Regions from separate parts of the Mus musculus genome. Here all the other regions are linked to region 3. Evidence: chromatin contacts called from public Hi-C and HiChIP or PLAC-seq data. All regions are on one chromosome and are shown on one strand. Each heading gives the region's core, a stretch centred on a gene start, on an enhancer-like site or on the middle of the called end of the contact. The rest is flanking DNA. Distances are from core to core; before and after follow the strand shown. Region 1 has its middle 44 kb from the start of Gm26839. Region 2 has its middle 31 kb from the start of Foxn3. Region 3 holds the start of Tdp1 (tyrosyl-DNA phosphodiesterase 1). Region 4 has its middle 19 kb from the start of Gm26839.

Evidence for each region. A called contact is a pair of places that touch in the nucleus more often than the background predicts. HiChIP or PLAC-seq counts read pairs in DNA pulled down with a chosen protein or histone mark.
Region 1: a contact with region 3 is called in an H3K4me3 HiChIP or PLAC-seq map of forebrain, with 3 times the contacts expected there. The contact joins the enhancer-like site here to the promoter of Tdp1 in region 3. A contact is called at or near these places in 1 of 484 Hi-C or Micro-C datasets (nephron progenitors), 7 of 115 datasets of contacts at active chromatin or transcription factors (embryonic basal ganglia, embryonic forebrain, embryonic stem cells and 3 more) and 3 of 9 other capture datasets (adipose tissue, liver and macrophages).
Region 2: an H3K4me3 HiChIP or PLAC-seq map of bone marrow-derived macrophages shows a contact between it and region 3, with 4 times the contacts expected there. The contact joins the enhancer-like site here to the promoter of Tdp1 in region 3. A contact is called at or near these places in 8 of 39 promoter capture datasets (3T3-L1-derived adipocytes, the HPC-7 cell line, frontonasal cranial neural crest and 4 more), 2 of 484 Hi-C or Micro-C datasets (bone marrow-derived macrophages and uterus), 6 of 115 datasets of contacts at active chromatin or transcription factors (bone marrow-derived macrophages, embryonic basal ganglia, embryonic forebrain and 2 more) and 3 of 9 other capture datasets (adipose tissue, liver and pancreatic islet).
Region 4: a Hi-C map of bone marrow-derived macrophages shows a contact between it and region 3, with 21 read pairs. The contact joins the enhancer-like site here to the promoter of Tdp1 in region 3. A contact is called at or near these places in 12 of 39 promoter capture datasets (the 3T3-L1 cell line, the C10 cell line, HPC-7-derived erythroid cells and 6 more), 7 of 484 Hi-C or Micro-C datasets (CD4 T cells, CD8 T cells, bone marrow-derived macrophages and 4 more), 10 of 115 datasets of contacts at active chromatin or transcription factors (acute myeloid leukemia, bone marrow-derived macrophages, embryonic midbrain and 5 more) and 4 of 9 other capture datasets (adipose tissue, liver, macrophages and 1 more).

Annotation. Positions count from the first base shown.
Region 1 is chr12:99,518,066-99,521,689 of GRCm38.p6, reverse strand. It overlaps a transcript of Foxn3 not described here. Among named protein-coding and RNA genes, the nearest start is that of Gm26839, 44 kb to the left of the region's middle. Within about 2 kb of position 2,354, at least 52 of the 459 cell types and tissues checked have an H3K27ac peak or open chromatin away from gene starts, as enhancers often do. A contact at or near this core is called in forebrain and stem cell-derived neural progenitor cells, where this site is marked.
Region 2 is chr12:99,478,881-99,482,501 of GRCm38.p6, reverse strand. It overlaps a transcript of Foxn3 not described here. Among named protein-coding and RNA genes, the nearest start is that of Foxn3, 31 kb to the right of the region's middle. Within about 2 kb of position 1,936, at least 1 of the 459 cell types and tissues checked has an H3K27ac peak or open chromatin away from gene starts, as enhancers often do. A contact at or near this core is called in bone marrow-derived macrophages, where this site is marked.
Region 3 is chr12:99,883,084-99,886,419 of GRCm38.p6, reverse strand. Tdp1 (tyrosyl-DNA phosphodiesterase 1) reads right to left here and starts at 1,902. Exons shown (of 16, transcript NM_028354.5): 1 at 1,868-1,902. It overlaps Efcab11 (EF-hand calcium binding domain 11), which reads left to right and starts at 2,978. Exons shown (of 6, transcript NM_030172.2): 1 at 2,978-3,138. The coding sequence starts at 3,064.
Region 4 is chr12:99,543,142-99,546,371 of GRCm38.p6, reverse strand. It overlaps a transcript of Foxn3 not described here. Among named protein-coding and RNA genes, the nearest start is that of Gm26839, 19 kb to the left of the region's middle. Within about 2 kb of position 1,686, at least 35 of the 459 cell types and tissues checked have an H3K27ac peak or open chromatin away from gene starts, as enhancers often do. A contact at or near this core is called in acute myeloid leukemia, adipose tissue, bone marrow-derived macrophages and 2 more, where this site is marked.

The DNA of each region.
Region 1 (3,624 bases), core at 1,105-3,604, 370 kb after region 3:
CAGATGCTGGCGAGGATGTGGAGAAAGAGGAACACTCCTCCATTGTTGGTGGGATTGCAAGCTTGTACAACCACTCTGGAAATCAGTCTGGCGGTTCCTCAGAAAATTGGACATAGTACTACCGGAGGATCCCGCAATACCTCTCCTGGGCATATATCCAGAAGATGTCCCAACTGGTAAGAAAGACACATGCTCCACTATGTTCATAGCAGCCTTATTTATAATAGCCAGAAGCTGGAAAGAACCCAGATGCCCCTCAACAGAGGAATGGATACAGAAAATGTGGTACATTTACACAATGGAATACTACTCAGCTATTAAAAAGAATGAATTTATGAAATTCCTAGGCAAATGGATGGACCTGGAGGGCATCATCCTGAGTGAGGTAACCCAATCACAAAGGAACTCACACAATATGTATTCACTGATAAGTGGATATTAACCCAGAAACTTAGGATACCCAAGATATAAGGTACAATTTGCTAAACGCATGAAACTCAAGAAGAACGAAGACCAAAGTGTAGACACTTTGCCCCTTCTTAGAAATGGGAACAAAACACCCATGGAAGGAGTTACAGAGACAAAATGTTGAGCTGTGACGAAATGATGGACCATCTAGTGATTGCCATATCCAGGGATCCATCCCATAATCAGCTTCCAAATGCTGACACCATTGCATACACTAGCAAGATTTTGCTGAAAGGACCCAGATATAGCTGTCTCTTGTGAGACTATGCCGGGGCCTAGCAAACACAGAAGTGGATGATCACAGTCAGCTATTGGATGGGTCACACGGCCCCCAATGGAGGAGCTAGAGAAAGTACCCAAGGAGCTAAAGGGAACTGCAACCCTATAGATGGAACAACAATATGAACTAACCAGTACCCCGGAGCTCTTGTCTCTAGCTGCATATGTATCAAAAGATGGCCTAGTCGGCCATCACTGCAAAGAGAGGCCCATTGGACTTGCAAACTTTATATGCCCCAGTACAGGGGAACGCCAGGGCCAAAAAGGGGGAGTGGGTGGGTAGGGGATTGTGGGGGTGGGTATGGGGGACTTTTGGGATAGCACTGGAAATGTAAACGAGGAAAATACCTAATTTAAAAAAAAAATGAAAACACACACACACAAAAAAAAAGCGATTAAAGATGAGAGAGGCCCCGGAGAGATGGTTCAGCAGTTAAAAGGCATATTACACAGGCCGAGGGCCAGAGTTCAATTCCCAGCATCCACATCAGATGACTTAGCACCACCCTTAGCACGGTGCAGAGGGTCTGGTGTCCCCTTCTTGACCCCCCAGGCTCATGCCACATGTACACATATGGTCTCCCATGTACATAATGTGACCAACCAGATCATTGGTGGTGAAAGATAAACTAGTTTTAGAGAACATAGCCAGATATCTGGCCTTTTGGCTGCCATATTGCTTACTGGGTCACGATTGATTGGCAGTCACATCTACCACACCATTCTTCCCTTTCCATTCCTGTTCTTTTTCCCAGTGGAGGGAACTTGGTATGCATGTGGAAAGTAAAGGAGAGGAGGAAGAGGAGAGGAGAGCCATGGAGTCCATTCAAAAGCCCTGGGGGAGGGGCAGCAGGACTTTGAGAAAGGTGGCTATCATGACTGGGTCATGTTAACATGGGCGGGTGTCAGATAATGCCATCCCCCCATGTTAGCAGGCTGAATAGAATTTCCATGTCATGGTCTCAATGTTGCAAGATTGGAGCTGATACCCCCTGTGACATGCCCGTGTCCTGAACCAGCCATTTTTGACAAAGCAGGATCCAAAAGACATTGTCTCCTAAGGCTAAAAGCTAACCGTTTGTTGCCTCTTTTTTTTTTAATTTAAGTTATTTCTTCCCTGTAGGAAAGTAAAGAAATGGTGCTAAAATAATAATTAAATGCTGACAGGGCTAAGTTTCTCCCCAGCATGAGCCAGCAGCAGTTTCCTACCACAACATTAGGTCATTTGAAGAAAAAAAAAAATTCGACGAAGTACAAACGTTTCTAGGCTTTCCCTGTTAGCCTCTCTTCAATGAACCAGCAGCAGAAATGAAAGGGTGTAATTTGACAGCCACAATTTACTTAAGGGTGGGGGAGATACAATGGTAGCGTGTGTGTCAGAGTGAGGTTTGTCTAGGGACTTCTTCTTGCTCTTTCCTGGTGAGGATTGTTTGCCAGCCCTGAGCTTCTCATGCCAGTGTCCTGGACTGAGGCCCAGAGCTGCCTTCGAGGCCAGCCTTTCCTTTTCTTTCTTTTTCTTTTTCTTTCTCCCCTTCCTCTGTGCAGCGGGTTTCCCATTGCTGGGGTTGAATGACCTTGACTGGAGCAGGCTCAGGAAAGGAAGTGTCCTTGCATGGAGCTCCTCCGCACAGCCCTCAGCGGTGGCTTTCTGCATCTGGCGGCTCCCTGCGTCTCTTTGTATTAACTCGCTGTGGCATGAGGGCTGCAGGCCAGATTTGACGTGTAGATGGAGTTGTTGTGTGGCATATGGTAAACGAAGCCGGCGTTGCTAATTATGCTTCCTCTGTACTTTCTCCTCGGATTCTGCTCGACCATGGCTTTCTAGCGTTTGGACCCCGAGTTCTACTTTTTTGGGGGGGGGCTTGGTTTAGTCTCGTCTTTGTGGATACTGGAAAGAGAGTTTCAATTTCGGGGCTCATGCAACCCAAATCCTTCATTTCAAAGATCAGGAGGACATCAGGTCTCGGAGACTGTTTCGGAAGGGACTTGCAAGATGGAGGTCAAAGCTCAACTCCCCTAAGCATCTGGCGAGCCCAGCTCTGTCCTTCAGTGTTGTGCCTTGCACAGGTGTGTAGTAATTCATTTCCTGGTGCCTCCGGGACAGAGCATTCGGACTGCCAGGTGTGAACTGTTCTGGAGCCCAGGATTCCAAAGCCAAGGTGCCAACAGGGTTGCCCAGGTGACCACAGGGACCTGTGGAGAACGTTCCGCGCCTCTTGGCTTCTGTTTTCGTCAGCAACTCTAGTTTACTGGGGCCCAAATAGTAAAGAGAATGTGAGGCTTAGTTTTGACTCACAGTTTCTGAGAGTCTGTTCCATGGTCTCTTGCACCCCTGTGCTTGGGCAGAGCATTGTGGTAGTGGGAGGGAGTGACAGGGGCTTTTCCCTTACCCGTGGAAGCAGAGAGCAAGACTGGAAGGAGCTCAGGCTAACTAACTAAGCTTCCTCGATTGCCTGCTTACCTACGTCCTTCAGCCGTGTTCCACATCTAAGAATTAGTCCCACATCTGCCCCATGTGGACCAAGTATTTAAGCACAGGATCCTGTGGAGAGCATATCATATGCCAACCATAAAACCTTGGCACCCAATGGCTAATCGCTCCATCCCTCCATTCCCTCCCGTAATCACCCTCTGCCCCATTCCATGGGTGGCTTCTCTTCTTAGACGGATGCTAAGCGTGCAGCACTCAGGGTGTGCCTTGCTGAGCGGGCTCTCACTTCAAGCACATCTCTAAGAGACTGTTTCCGAAGCTCTCTTGCTAAGGCTTCAACAGACGCTCTGTGGGGAGAGAGAATTCACCGAGTAACGGCTGAGATGGGGTGAGTCTTTCCATGGGGGGATTTTGGAGACATTTAACTGCAATGAATCATTATCACC
Region 2 (3,621 bases), core at 687-3,186, 400 kb after region 3:
GGCAGTGGTCAGGGTGTAAAGTGAATAAATACACTAGTTAAGGGGGGAGGTGGGGAGAGTACATTGGTTGGGCCCTGTATAAAGAGGGGTCTAGTGCCCTTGTATTAAGCTTCCATGGGAGCAGGGCAGTTTCTTCACGCCATGTTGATTTAGTTTAAAAACACCCAACAGTATTATGAAAGAATTGGAGAGCTGAATACAGAAATGATGTAAAGAGATGCCCTCAGTACCCTCCAGAGGACTCCTCAGGGCTCTGAGTGTGAAATTGAGAGAAATGGGAAATGGAATGAGATTCCTAGCTACAGGTTTCAAATCTTTAGCTCGGGAACAGTGACACAAATGCAGAGGAAGTGACAGGTCACCCACTCAAGTCACTGCTGTCCCAAAATGTTCTTCAGTTTTCAGCTCAACACGTTGGCGCCCAGGTCACTAATTCCTGCTGAGGACTTTTAGAATGGTGGGTTTCTCCGTGTCTGTATAGGGTCTGTTTTAGTTTGGTCTCTGTTGCTATGGTAGGCACTTGGGGGAGGAAAGGCTTAATTTAGCTTTCTGCCTATAGTCCCTCATCAAGGGAAGCCAAGGCAGGAACTCGAGGCAGGAACTTGAAGCAGAGACCTCAGGGGAGCACTGCTTCCTGGCTTGCTCCCAGGTTCATCTACCTTTCTAACACCACCGAGGTCCACCACTCTGCGGATGGTACTACCCTCAGTGGGATGGTCCTTGTATCTTAGCAATCAATAAAATGTCCCAAGACATGCCCATCAGCCAACCTGAGGGAGGAAGCTCCTCAACTGTGGTCCCCTCGTTCTGGGTGTATCAAGTTGACAACTGAAGCTAACCACAGCAGGGTCCTGCTGCAGAGAGTCCTGGCAGCCAGCTGCACTGCCCTTCAGAGATGCCACTACTACGCGGCTAAGAGCACTGCAGAAGGAATGTATCTTTGTGTAACACATTGTAAGTCTAGTCCCTGCTGCAGGTCCTGAGGGTAGGGCCAGGGATGCTGATATTGTCTTGGGATGGGATGGCTGCAAGGGTACCATTCTACCACAGTGAATAACTGTGAGGGGAGCCTTTGCCTAGCTGCTCCCTGCCCTGGGGAGCCAGTACGAATTCTGCCCTTGAGGCTGAATCCTTTTACACTTAGTGTAATTGTTTTATGGCCTGAAGTGCTCTCTCTTGTTCAATGCTCATGTGTATTTAAATATACAATCTTCTGTTGTTGAGTGTATGTTTTTGACAGTAGATTATTTGGGTTCATAGTGTTCAAATCCTCTACACCTTTCCTGATTTTCCTGTCTGAAATTTCAGGCTGTTAATGTGCGCTTGCCTATTTTTCCTTGCAATTCTATGATTTTTCTTCATGTGTTTTGCAGCTGTTGTTAGTATCTAGGTATCAGTGATTATTTTAGTTTACTTTATTGTATTTATGGTTGGTGCAAGCCAGAGCTGCTTCTATGCTTTGTGAGCTCTGTACCACCGACCCACGTCCCCAGCTTTTGGTTTCAGAGACAGGACCTTGTATAGTTCACGCTAGCTTCAAACCTTTGATTCTCCTGTTTTTGCCGCCTGAGATGTGAGTTGCTGTTTTTATGATTATGTGACACCTCTGTTATTGTGAAATTATCCCCTTCACTACAGCAGCGCTCTTCAATTTGAAATCTCCTTTGACATGAACAAAGCCATTCCAGATTTCTTTTCTTCCCTTTCTTTCTATAACATAAATGATTTATGGTGTGTTTGTTTTACCTGCATTGATGTCTGTGCACCAGATGCACGCCCGATGCTGGAGGTGGCCAGAAGAGGGGCATCTGATCTAGAATGGAACAACAGAGGGCTGTGAGCTACCATGTGGGTGCTGGGAATTCACCTGAGTCCTCTAGAAGAGCAGCGAGTATTCTCATCTCTCCAGCCCAGTCTTACTTCCCCTTTTCTACTGGTTCCCATTAACCCCCACATAGCTCCCCAATTCTGCTTTCACATCACATGAATTTCCTTACACTCTTCCTCTTCCTCCTCTTCTTCCTCCTCCTCCTCCTCATCTTCCTCCTCCTCCTCAGTTAAGTTCTTTTCTTTCACTCTCCCTCTTGTGGTCCCCATTATACTTTTATGAGCTAATGTCTGCATATGGAAGACATGGTAGCATTTGTCTTTCTGGGCATGACTTGTTTCATTTAACACAACATTATCCAGTTCCTTCTATTCTCCTGAAATGCCATATTTTACTTTTTTCTTTGCGGGTGATTAAAATTTCCTTGTATGGGCTAGAGAGGTGGCTCAATGGTCAAGAGCACTTGTTGCTCATGTAGAGGACCCAGGTTTTATTCCCAGCATGCACACACACACACACACACACACACACACACACACACATACACACACACACACACACAGTGGTTCTGGCCTTTGTGGGCTTTGTACATACATGGTACACATACATATATGCAGGCAAAACACTCTCACATGAAATAGAAATGAGTAAATATAATTAAAAACATTTAAGCTATAAAATCATGTAAAAATATATTGAGTATATGTAGCATGTTTTCTGAATCCATCAGCGGGTGGACGTTTAGGGTGGCTGGACGTCTAGAGTGGTCTGTTTCGTGGTAATTGTTAATACTGGAAGAGTAAACATAGATGTTATGGTATCATTTTGGTGTATTAGAGTTCTCTTGGTACACACCTCGGACTTACATATGTATAGCTGCTGATAGCTGCTGGTACATGTGGTTAGTTCTTGTGGGACATCCACGGTGGCTTCCATAGCGACAACGTCAGTCTGTTCCCACCATCAGCATCACCGGGCACCTCTTCCCTCACATCCTGGACAGCATGTGTTACTCTTTGCTTTCCTAATGAAACATTATGAATTAGATAGGGTGGAATTGTAAAGTGGTTTTAAATTTCACTTCCCTAATGGCCCTGGCTGTTGAATACATTTTCAAGTATTTATTGGCTGCGTGTTTCTTCTTTTGAGAACTTTTTAAGTTAATTAGCCCACTTGTTGACCGGATAGTTTGTTTTGGTGTTTAAGTTTTAAAATATATTTATTTTATGCATGTGGGTATTTTGCTTACATGTATGTCTGTGCACTCTTTGTGTGCTTGCTATTCTTGGAGGCAAAAAAAAAAAAAAAAAGGTGTTGGATTCCCTGGAACTGGAGCCATTGGTGGTTTAATGTTTCTTTCTGTGCCAGCGCCATGCTGGTTTTGTTACTATGTCTCTGTGGTGTAGTTTGATGGAAGCGATGCCTCCAGCATTGCTCACTCTGCTTGGGATTGCTCAGGCTATTTGGAGCTCTTTGTACATTCTTTTTCTAGTTCTATGAAGAGTCTAGCTGGGATTTCGATGGTGATTGCATTAGCTCTGTGAGCCACTTTTGATGATAAAGCCATTGTTATACTGTTGGTCCTGCCAATGTATGGGCATGGGAACTCCATTTTTGATCTCTTCCCTCAAAGTTTTCACTGCACAGCTCTTCCACTTCCTTCGTTACCTTTATGCCTACATATTTTGTTTTTCCAAAAGCAATCGTGAATGGTATTCTTTTTTTTTTTTTTTTTTTTTTGGTTTTTCAAGACAGGGTTTCTCTTTATAGCTCTGGCTGTCCTGGAGCTCACT
Region 3 (3,336 bases), core at 653-3,152:
TACAGGTGTACCCCTCTACCCACCGAAGTCCCAGCCTGGAATCAAAGCAGCAGTGATTCCCACAGTGGAAGCAACTGGGGCCTGCCACCGACTGGGCACATAACAGCACCCCCCTCCAATTCCAATTTCTACTTAAATCAAGGAGAAAGCTAAGTTGTAAAAAATGCTTTACATTTTGCTTCTGAACTCCCAGTGGGTCCCGGACTCCTCCACAGGCACCTGTAACACTTGTTTTCCTGTCAGTAGAATGTAGCTTATGGCTCCATTACAGCTATCACAGCAAAATAAAGTCTACTTTGTAAAAGTATTTACATAGGAGTAGATTCAAATAAATATGAAGAAAATAACAGCATATGTGTAAAGAGAATAAATAAAAACTAAGGCAGGCGAGGCAATGGAATTTGGCAGTGTTGGATACTGTACCAAGATGGGGGAAAAAATCTTATGGAATCCTTTCACCAGACAGCAAACTCAGAATGTCATCAGAAATTTCCTTAAGGGCTTTTAAAAATATGCATGGAGGGCTAGAGCTTTGAGCCGTGGATAAGAGGGTTTGCCATGAGTTCCAAAGCCCAGCATAATACCTGTGCCTATGACCCCAACATTGTGATAGTCAAGGAGGTCTGAGAGTTCACTGGCCAGTCACCCAGAAAGAAAACTGCCGCCATCTTCAGGTTCTGTGAGATTCTGACTCACTAGAACAGGGCAGAGCGCAACTGAGGAAGACAGTCGGAAACTGCCTGTATAGGTGTGTGTACAAACACACACACACACAACAGCTGATGAAAAAAAAAAAGGCACTCCGCTTAGAACCTTGCTTCCACTATTCCCCGGTTGGCTGAGCAGACTCAGTATTTCTTCTATATAGACACTACTCCTCAGACATTTAAGACAGAGGCACCAGATTCTTCCAAGGTGGTCCTTCCTCTGAGCCGGGAAGTAAGCAGAATTGAGGTCGGGGATAAAGAGTTAATAATATAAAGCTTCTATCCTAGACAGGTTTAATTTCAGGGTGAAAGGCACACATTAACACATAAAAAGCCTAAAAGTCAAGATGACTACAGATGCTCACTACATTTTACAGGGATAACTTTTCTTTGGAATCATTTGTGGCATAGCATGAGACCTGGGAGGGAAAGGAATCCGCGGGCTAAAAGGCAGTCGAGAAACATTCCAGACAGATGGAATCCAACCTGCTGAAGGCCAGGAGGAGGTAGCTAGGTTCTAACTGTAACACAGGAATGGTCCAGAAAGAAGGGGTGGGGACAGTAAGGCAAGTTAAAAGCCGAATTTTATTCTAAAGACAATGGGACTCCCAGTGAGAGTGCCTTGGCCCGTCTAGTCTTTTAAAATGATCATATGTAACACAACTTTGTGCACACGTGGCGATAAGGACGCTTCTGCAGGAGCTGGGCTGTGGGGTGCTGACGATGGTCAAGGAGCAGTAATTTGGGGGTACAGTAAGCAAATCGTAAAGCTGCCAACGTTCCCCGAGCGCTCAGCTCTGCCCAGACACAATTCCAAGCGTACAGACTCATTTCAACCTCAAGACAGCCCAATATCACGGCGGTGTCCCTGGTGTGGAGCGTGGTCCACGGAGGGAGCGAAGGCCAGCGGCTCTGCAGCGCGTCCCAAGGGTTAGGAGCGCAGGGTCCGGGGCTCCCGGGACTCAGAGCGGAGGAACCCTGCCCAAGGACCCCGGCCTCGCCGCTCTCCTCGCGGTCCTCACCGAGCCCTGCTGGCCTTCCACTACCACATCTGATGGCAGCGGCCATCGCGCCGCCATGAGGAGGGCGGGCGCAGAGTTACCGCCGCCGCTGCCGCCAGAGCCCGCCCCGAGCCGGCGCCCGCAGCGGCAGACACCTACCTGACCCGCCAGGCCGCCGCCGCCGCCGCCGAGACTCCGCCCCGCGGCGCGCCCGCGCATGCGCGCAGTTCAAACTCGCCGGCGCCGCCGCCTAGCTAGCCAGCCGCTTCCCCTTCCGGAAGCCCCCCACTGGGTCCTAAAGACAGCCTCATTTGCCTGAGACCAAGAGGACCAGAAAAGAGCCGAATGAACGCCTCACTCTCTGCTAGTTTCCTGTTGAAAGAAGAGAGAAACAGAAAGCTGTGGTAGCTTCTCTCTCGAGGTTAATTTGCAAACAACGACTCCATTCTGGGGATGCTTTTAGGCAGCTTCAGGCTCTCAAGGCTAAGACAGCGGCGTGCTCTGGGAGATGGGTGAGCGGTAGAAAAAGACAGCTGCTTCAGACTTTAAAATCGACTGCTAGATAAAAAGTTAAATGAGCTCCCATCAGACTCAGAACCTCCTTTGAAGGTTTCTCCTTTGAAACGGTCATGTTCTTGTCAATCTCACTGATTTGCCAGAAGGGTAGAGGGTATTCCTCATCTTCTATAAAGATGTCTGGTATGGGATTCTTGTGCTGTTCCTTAAGTCAGCCTCACGTCAGGCATCGCCTTCCGGGGGGTTGAATAATCAATTCTGTGTAAACATTCAAAAAAACGGGACATTCCGTTTAATTGTCCTAGACACAGTGTTACGTGCCAGGGTTACCAAGAGGGCGAAAATAAACATAGTAGCTGCTCTGCGAAGGCCGTCCAAAGACTTGCAGTTTAAAAATGAATCTTGGTGTTCACTCATTATTTGTGTTTGTGTGCTTTTTTTTTCACATTCTTCGTGTGTCTCCTGCCAAATCTAGCAATGACACGGGTCAGAATAATCAAAAAGAGTTTATTGTAAATTTGGGAGAGAGCCTGAAAGCAATCAAAACGAGTTAAGAGAGCCCAGAGGTACCAGACCTCCCTTAAGACAAGAAAAATCGAGTAGGGGCGGGGCCAAGGTCTGGGAGCGGGCCTTGAGGCCCCGCCCCATCGTTAAACAGCGCCTTTAACCAATGACAGTACGAAATCAACGCCAGTGGCTCGGAGACTGACCAATGGGAGGAGACGTTGGAGTTGCGCGGCGAAGTTGAGTCCCAGCGGTGGTGGGCGAGGCCGCAGTGGCTGGTCTGTGTTCTCGCTGCAGCGGAGGAGACGCCTGGCTTGGTCTCCGTGTCGGTGGCGATGTTCTTGTCAGAGGCAGGCGCAAGGCCCCGAGCAGGCGAAGCCAGCGCCTCAGAACGCAGGAAATGGGTGAAAGTAGGTGTGGGAGCGCGACCCGAGTTCAGACTTAAGCCTGACCAGGGCCACTTCTGTCACCCCTCTTGGTTCTGGCATTGCTGCAGGACTCTGATCACTTCCCCGCCCACCACACTGTCCACGGATAATCACCTCGACCTCCTATCCGTCCCATCACCTTCCCAATCCCAGGACTGAGCTTTCGAGTACAGTTTATTC
Region 4 (3,230 bases), core at 437-2,936, 340 kb after region 3:
ATGTAGTGTTCGTCAGACCCTGGGGTATTTGTAGGAGATAAAAGTAGGCTATGGAGACAGCAGAGAGAAGGAGTAACTGGGCAAGGCTGGAACGCATGTAAGAAGCCGGAGATGGTCCTGTGTATCTGCAATCCCAGCACTCCTGTTGTGAGATGGGAAAGGGGTGGGGGGATGACACTTCACATGGCAAGCCTGGACCATGTGGCTCAGCAGAAATCAGAGAGGCCTAGCCTCAATGAGGTAGAAAGACAGAATCAGCCTCTGAGAGTTGTCTGCTGGCCTCCACGTGTGTGTGCACACAATACACACACACACACACACACACACAGAGAGAGAGAGAGAGAGAGAGAGGGAGAGAGAGAGAGAGAGAGAAGAGCTAGGTACCGTTCCCATCTTTTAGGAGCCCCGTACTTCCTTTCCCTTTATTGACTTTAGGTTTTGCTTAAGCAGGCAGACCTTCTACCTCCAGGCCAGAGTTTAGCAAATCTACAACCAAGGCGCTCGCCAGCTCTGAAGGAGTCCCAGGGCTGCAGGACATCTCAGCTTGACTGGACCCCGGCTGCTGGCCTCAGTGTCCCCCAAGTTAACGCATTAATCCCTTTGTTGTTAGGCTCCCCGTTGCCAGTGCTTCATTTTTATGTTCTGTTGCTTAGAAAACGACAGTGACATATGGACGGAAGTTAAATTGTTGGAATCATATTCTGTTTTCTTTTCGCTGAGTGGTTTTCTTTCTCCCATGCCATGTACTATGGATGGGAAAGTCCCCTGACATTGCTGTAACTCTGATCTATTATCCACCTGCTAGGATGTAAACACTGTGCATGTGGCAAATCGCTTTATATGCCAATAAAGCCTGTGTTTTGGAAAAATGTCGGACTGTTTGTATCCAAAACATTGTTTGGAATCAAGTTCTCTAAAACAGGCAAATTAAGAATAGGAAGTGATATCCTGAATAGCATCATTAAAATTCCAGGAAAGGACAGACATCTTGCAAATGCAAGATGTGGTGAGGCTATAATTAGGCAGCAACCACACCACTGGTCTGCTTGAGAATACTGCTTCTCCTTAGACTCTGTTCCTGTCTGACCAAGAAGAGTCACTGTAAGGATGATCCAACAGGCAGGGCTAGCCTTCTCAAAGGCTACTACACCAGGCCCTTCACTACTGTGGCTTTTTCTTTTATAAAATAGGGGATAGAATTTTGTACAAAAGAGCAGAGTATAGCATTTTAAAATAAACTAGAGGAAGAGAAGGAGGCATACGGCTTGTCATATAGAGCTTGTCAGGTTTTTTTCTCCACTCCAAAACTTCCCAGACATGTATTAGTATACACACACACACACAAAATCTGTCTTATTTACTAAATCTCAGGGCATCAATGACATACAGGACCTGACAGACTGACATCATAGTGAGTTCCATCTTGCTGATGCCGTGAGGTACTGAGTGTCCCTGCCCCAGTGAGCATTTGTTCCTTTCTCTCTTTAGCATCAAATAGCACAAAGGAAAGAGTCAAGAACTAATAATTTTCCTATGGGCACCGTGGTCTTTAAGTGTGTATTTTTAGCAGAGGGCGTCCTTTGTTGTGGTTAGGTTGACCAAACATTCTGCTTTGTTTGTGGTGCTTCTGGTCTGTGCCCGCAGACGCAGTGAGGTCCCCACTGATGTCTATTTTTATCTCCCATCAGCGTCCTCATTTGCATGATAAGTTTTGCTCACCTAGCTAGCTCGCTCGCTCGCTCGCGTGGGCTGTCAGTGTGTCTAACATTAGCAGATGTAGTTTGTTCAGGTCTCCTCTTCTGCAGAGAAAAGTTGCTTACAATCAAAAAGAAGAAACAAAACAAAACCGGAGTCCTGGAGATCCATCAAGGCATTGAGGAACAAGGTTGAAGGTGAAAACCCACAGAAGGGAAGCTGAGCCTCTGGGCCTGTTTCCTGTTACTAGTGTGACTTTGTTAACCAATATCCATAATTCATATATCCAGAGGGCTAAAATGTAAGACAAACAATTGACCTTTTGGAATACTTGCTGCGGTTAAATCCCAGGAGAGCATGCTTTCTGGGGTGATAGAAACGACCTAAGATTGGATTCAGAGAAGGCTATGATGGTATGATTGGATTCATGAAAACCATTAAATGAATCCTTGTAGTTGGTGACTTTAATGGCGTGTAAATGGCTTCTTGTACTCCAAGGAAGTGTTTTCGGAGGCGAAATGGATGGATTCAATAAAGGGGATGCCAGTGAAGAGAGAATTGGTGACTTAGAAGATGGAGCAGAAGGAAATAAAGCCCAAGGCTGGAGTGTACTTCTGTGGGGCCCTGGAGTCTGTCCTCAGTGCCAAAGTAATAATGAGATAGCAACAAGAACAGTGACACCGGGAGGTGGCAGCACAGACAATAAACAAGATCATGAAGACATAAAATGTGGTAGGAATACCCCACAGATATGTAACTGTATATTCATCAAGAGAGAGAAAATGAGACAGAAGAGGTGTTTGTGGGGGGCAGTGTTTCAGGTTTTGTTGTTTCTGTTCTATTTTGTTTTGTTTTGTTTTGTTTTGAAGCAAGCTCTCCCACCGTAGCCCTGGCTGGCCTAGAATTCTCTATGTACAACAAGCTGGACTGAATTCACAGAGGTCCACCTGTTTCTGCCTCCCGAATGCCAGGATTAAATGCACGTGCCCCCATGCCCAGCTTCAAGTTTCTGTAACCCTTATTTATTTACTGTGGGTGTATGTGTGCGTAGGGAGGGGCACATGCTGTGACTGTGTGTGAAGGTCAGAGGGCACTTTATGAGATTTGGCTTTCTCCTTAAACCATGTGGGCCCTTGGGATTGAACTAAAGTTGTCAGGCTTGGCAATGTGCAACTTGACCTGCTGAGCCATCTCACAGGCCCAGAGAATGTTGGGGAAGCCCTAAGATATGGAACAGTGTACATACATATATACATATATATGTGCTCGTGCACACATACTCTAGCATTGTACAATTCTGAAAACAAACAGTAGTTAGAGTTAGGACCAGCAACTATTTGCCTTAATGGAGCCACCATGAGACTGACAGCAGAGTGTCTTAATGGAAACAATAAGGATCAGGTGGAAGTGGAACTTTTTGTGTGTCATTGCTGAAGGAAAACAACTGTTTGTCAGGTTCAGCATCTAAGACTCTTCAAGATTGAAAAACCAGTGGTTTTAAAGGGTGGCCGGGCTAACTTGCACTAAAGACAACT